2 separate regions of the Arachis hypogaea genome follow, and region 1 is linked to region 2. Evidence: chromatin contacts called from public Hi-C data. All regions are on one chromosome and are shown on one strand. Each heading gives the region's core, a stretch centred on a gene start, on an enhancer-like site or on the middle of the called end of the contact. The rest is flanking DNA. Distances are from core to core; before and after follow the strand shown.

What was found. A called contact is a pair of places that touch in the nucleus more often than the background predicts.
Region 1: a contact with region 2 is called in a Hi-C map of leaf, with 2.6 times the contacts expected there. The contact joins the promoter of LOC112783084 here to the promoter of LOC112783123 in region 2. A contact is called at or near these places in 2 of 8 Hi-C or Micro-C datasets (leaf and an unstated tissue).

What each region holds. Positions count from the first base shown.
Region 1 is chr20:34,065,525-34,068,521 of arahy.Tifrunner.gnm2.J5K5, forward strand. LOC112783084 (NF-X1-type zinc finger protein NFXL2) reads right to left here and starts at 1,281. Exons shown (of 14, transcript XM_025825849.3): 1 at 453-1,281; 2 at 1-286. The coding sequence starts at 1,159.
Region 2 is chr20:33,692,277-33,695,080 of arahy.Tifrunner.gnm2.J5K5, forward strand. It overlaps LOC112783123 (putative serine/threonine-protein kinase-like protein CCR3), which reads left to right and starts at 1,455. Exons shown (of 1, transcript XM_025825900.3): 1 at 1,455-2,804. The coding sequence starts at 1,781.

The DNA of each region.
Region 1 (2,997 bases), core at 31-2,530, 370 kb after region 2:
TGCCCTCTTCCCTTGCAAAGGGCAGTCTCCACACTCCCCAACATGGCACCCTCTCTCACACACATGCCTCCCACATCCAAGCCTCTTCTCACAAGGCTCGCCACACCTGAAAACACGGTTACAGCACTCCCTTTCTTCCTTCTTCTTCCCACACCGGCACTGGTACACACTGCGTGCCCGGCAGGGAGGGCATTGACCCTTATGACAAATCTCAGCACAACCATGAACCCCACAATCCAGAACCTTCCCACAAACTTTCCCACACGAGAACTCCTTGAACCCGCACCTATATTACACAAATACCGATAACAGTATTGAGTATGAGTATATGACACAAAAATACAGCAAAGTTATGAAAATAAGAAGTTTAATTTAGCAGTCTTTGATGCAAATACAAATGCAATACACATACGTCAGCATAAATGAAGTATTTGAGCATCATGGACACGCACCTCCTCACATCTTCAATTTTGGTACAAAAGCAACTAACTTTCACGAGTTTCGGGCAGGACGGGCAGGGTCCAGGGTGGCATAAAAGAAGGCAATGGTGACCACAGTTGTGCTTCAATGGCCTCCCACAAATCTCACCGCAAGAATGAGGCAAAACCCATGGATCATTGGGAGGGTTCTCGAGTTTTCCGCAGAAGCAAAAGTAGGTTTTTGGAATGTGCGTGATTGGGTACTCTACCCTGCATTTGGGGCAGTTCCAGAGCGCGGTTTCAGAGGCGCGCTGCTCTGTGATAGGGAGGCGCGTGGCGGCGCGTGCGGCAGCGAGATTGGAGGCTTGGCGGGCCCATGATTGGATACAATGGAGGTGGAAGAGGGCGAAGCAGAGCGAGGAGCAGGACCATGTTGGGTCTGAGGGTTTGATGCGTTCGAGGCAGATGAGGCATGAGAGTGCGCCGGAGGATGAGGAAGTAAGGAATGATTGGATCTTTGACACTTCGGCCGGGGTGGCGGTGGTGGCGGAGGAGGAGTGGCGGCCGGTGAACTCGAAGTAGGGTTTGAAGATGGAGGCGGAGAGGTTGGAATGGCGGAGAAGATCGGAGGAGGAGGAGTGGGTTCCGCTGCCGTCGGAGTCGGTGTCGGAGTCGTAGAGTGGCGGCGGCGGCGGCGGCTGCGGAGGAGGATGTTGGAGGTGGTGGATTGATGACTTCATGTTTCCGATCTCAGCCCCCAGATCGGTGTATTGTGGTTGTTTTCAGGGAGCTTCTTTGTTTTGTGTTTAGTGTTCTGTACTTCTGTCATCTGTGCTTTGCATATTGTTCTCATGTTCTGTTTAATTAAAAATTTATTTATTTATATATTTATTTATCGGGAGAGTGAGTGGCTGAGACACTGAGTGTTATTTACTGGATCTTTTGGGAGCTTTTAATTTTGATAGGGAGTAGGGGGTGTAAGTTACCGAATCGGACCGTGAAATACCGCAAAATCGAATCGAAAATTATTACAACCAAATTAAAAATCGAAAAAATTGGTTTTTTTGTTTTTTTTTTTTTTGAATTAAACCGATCGAAATTGTTGTGGCTGCTGGTTCACGAAATTGTGATTCACACTTTTCACAATTCCGCACAACTAACCAGCAAGTGCACTGAATTGTCCAAATAATACCTTACGTGAGTAAGGGTCGATCCCACGGAGATTGTCGGCTTGAAGCAAGCTATGGTCATCTTGTAAATCTTAGTCAGGCGGATTCAAATGGTTATGAGGTTTTGATAATTAAAAGATAAATAGAACATAAAATAAAATAAAGATATTTATGTGATTCATTGGTGGGAATTTCAGATAAGTGTTTGGAGATGCTTTGTTGCTTCTGAACCTCTGCTTTCCTATTGTTTTCTTCCAATCATGCGTGCTCCCATCCATGACAAGCTGTAGGATCCTCTCGGATGAAAAATATCAGGTACAGTTTCTGCACGGCTAATCAACTGTCGGATTTCTCGTCTCGGATGAAAAATACCAGGTACAGCTACCGCACGGCTAATCATCTGTCGGTTCTCACTAGCGTCGGAATAGGATCTCTCTATCCTTTTGCACACTGCACTGCGCCCAACATTCATAAGTTTGAAGCTCGTCACGGTCATCCCTTCCCAGATCCTACTCGGAATACCACAGACAAGGTTTAGACTTTTCGGATCTCATGAATGCTGCCAATTGGTTCTAGCCTATACCACGAAGATCCTAACCTCACGGACTCGGTCTGTGGATTAGAGACCCAAGAGAATATACTCCGGCTGTCGTCTAATGACTACGTTGAACATCATGTAGACCGCTTGTGGTTGTCAGGCACGCAGATCTTGGCTAAACGAGTAATGAAGATAGTGGGTGATTGTCACGGGTCACCCCTTCATTCTGACTTAACTGAATTAAGTACGAGAGTATATCTTGGAAAAGAAGTAAGCGTGAATTGAAAGAGAAATAATAGTACTTGCATTAATTCATGAAGAACAGCAGAGCTCCGCACCTTAATCTATGAGGTGTAGAAACTCCACCGTAGAAAATACATAAGAGAAAAAAGGTCTAGGCATGGCCGAATGGCCAGCCTCCAAAATCCAAAGTTCTAAGGACTAAACGTCCAGAGATGCGAATACAATAGTAAAAAGTGCTATTTATACTAAACTAGTTACTAGGGATTACAGAAAATAAGTAACTAAGTGTAGATAGTGCAGAAATCCACTTCTAGGACCCACTTGGTGTGTTCTTGGGCTGAGCATTGAGCTTTACACGTGCATAGGCCATTCTTGGAGTTAAACGCCAGCTTGGGTGCCAGTTTCGGCGTTTAACTCCAGTTCTGGTGCCAGTTCCGGCGTTTTATTCTAGAAAAGGGTCTCTGGTGGTCGTTTAGACGCCAGTTTGGGCCATCAAATCTCAGACAAAGTATAGACTATTATACATTGCTGGAAAGCCCAAGATGTCTACTTTCCAACGCAATTGAGAGCGCGCTAATTGGGCTTTTGTAGCTCCAGAAAATCCATTTTGAGTGCAGGAGGGTCAGAA
Region 2 (2,804 bases), core at 205-2,704:
AATTAATTTAAAATTGTAATATAAAAAATTTTAAAAATTAAATCAAAATTTCACTTGCTATTATTCATCTGCTTTATATTTTCATCGTCTCTGAATATAAAACTTGTTTACTCTCTTCTCTTAAACAGCTAAATGATTACAATCATCCATGAAACAAGGAGTATTATAAAAATTGAGATTTGAAGAAGTTGGTCAAGGATGATAAAAATGTCTCCCCAATTAATCAAATTGATTTTCTAAATTTTTAATCTATTAAATTAGATTTTAAATTTTTTTAATAATAATTTCGTTCATCCTTATTTAACTTTTTTGTAAATATACGTTATTTTTAACTCATTTATGAGATTCTCAAATTCACAAAAAATTATGATTGTATTTTAAGATTTGAAATCACACAAATTTGTGGTACAATTTAAAAAATAAATTAAAAATCCTCATAAAATTACGTAATTCCAAATTTCCAATTTTCTCTGAAAGTGTAAATTTATGAACTCCCAAAATTAAATAAAAAATGAAACGGAAGGAAAAAAGTACGATGTAAAAAATTTAATAAGTGTGATAGTAGAAAGAACATGAGAATAAGAAGTAGAGGAACTAATAAAAATAATTTAAAAATTATAATTCACAAAAATATTTACAGAAATTAATTAATATATTAGGAAGCAAGATGTGATGGGCAAGGCCATAGAAAGTTAACCGAAGTTAAATTGGTCTCCTAGTTAGTTTATTAGCTGACTTAAATACATATTAGAGGTTTGAATTTTGCCTTTTGCATGTAACAATTTATTAGTCAATAATAAATCTTTAAACAAAAAATATCATAAAAAAAAGTTAAAAATTAAATGCATTTTCTCCGCATATGCTATAAATAAATCTGATGGTTCGATTTATTTGATTACATGTAAAATTGATATTTATATATTAATAATCTAATTATTTAATTTGTAATTCAAAAAATTTTAAAAATTATATTTTATGAAATTTGATCTCTTCATTTGTATATTCTAAAATTTTAAAATTCAGCTTTTATTTTATAAATTTTATTATCACTCAAGTCTGATGATTTGATTTATTAATTATAATTAAAAAAATTATACTTCATATTAAAAAAAAAATACGCAAGCTAACTATTCTAATAGATAATATAAAATTTTCATCGATTTCAAAAAATTAGCCAAATATTTAATCGAGGTTGATTTAAAATGGTCACAATTCAAAAAAAAATGAGTGAAAATAAAGAGTGTGATAGTTGGAAGTCAATTATTCTTTTCAAGACTTGCATTAAGTTGAGTTGAAATAATTAAATTCTTAATAATTAAAATTTAGTAGAAACCAATAATTTCATTCAAAACTCAAATAAAAATAGAAAGAGATAGCTAAATAAGTAGTAAATAATAACAGAAAAAGAAAAGTTGTCTTTGTGTATAAAGGAGAAGCAAACAAGTCTTATAAAGGCAAACAGTAAGCAGCTTTGATCAGAGATTAGAGAGGCTGAAAAGCCACCTTCACTTCTCTCTCTCTCTCTCTCTCTCTCTCTAAATTCAACATTCCACAACTAACAAACATTTAAAACTCTTTTTTCTTCTCACATTCTCTTTTCCTCATTCCTTTTCTTCCAGAGCCCCAAAGAGAGAAGGAAAAAAAAAAAGACATCACAACTTCAATTCGTTTCTTTCTTTCTTTCTTTCAGAAAACACCACCTGCAAATGAGGCACCTGAAACCGCCGCCAACCACCGCCGCCGCCGCCGCCACCTCTCACTTAAAAATCCGTTCTTTTCGATGATGACACCACTTTCCTCCTCCGAAATCCTTCGTCTCTCCGCCGCGGTGATATTCACGCTCTCTCTACTGATTCCCACTTCCCATGCTCTCGGCTCCGGCGCTACCCTTGCCGTCACCGACGCCTCCGACACCGTCTGCGGCGTCGTCGCCGGGGAATCCACCCAACGCATTGAGTGCTCCCGCCTCGGTAGTCAGCTTGTCCCCGCCGTTCCCCCTAACATCTCATTCTCCACCGTCTCCGGCGGCGCCACCTTCTTCTGCGGCCTCAGGTCCGGCAACCGCACCTTGCTCTGTTGGAACACCATCACCACCACCAACGGAACCTTCACACCAAAGAGACTCTACAACAACGACACTGTTCTATTGGAGAATCTCGCCGTCGGAGAAACCCACGTTTGCGCCACCGTGGTCGGCGCCGGAACCGTTACGTGCTGGAGAACCAGCAAAACGTTCAAGTCCCCATCTAGGTCTCTTCAATTCTCTTCAATCTCATCTGGGTCAGGATTCTCTTGCGGGATTCTGAAGAACAGTTCTCAAGTTCGATGTTGGGGTGAAACGGTAATTTCAAGAGTGATTGAAAATGGGTTTAAGAACATGTCTATGTGGAGCATTGTCGCTGGTGGTTCACACGTTTGTGGGTTGAATTCAACTGGATTTCTGGTTTGTATAGGGAACAACGACAATTTTGGGCAACTTGATGTTCCAAAAAATGAAGCTTGGGAATTTGGTGAATTAGCACTTGGTGCTAGCCATGGATGTGCTTTGAGAAAGTTGAATGGAACTGGAAGCGTTGTTTGTTGGGGTGGTGATGGTAATTTCACATCGGAAGTAACAAAAGGTGTTTCCTTCGAGGTAATTGTTTCTGGGTCTAACTTCACTTGTGGATTAGTGACACGTAATCTTAGTGTTCTTTGTTGGGGTCCTGGTTGGCCTAATAATAATGGTTCAAGATTTGAACTTCCATTGCCTAGTGTTCTTCCGGGTCCTTGTGTTCAATCCTCTTGTGATAGTTGTGGTCCAT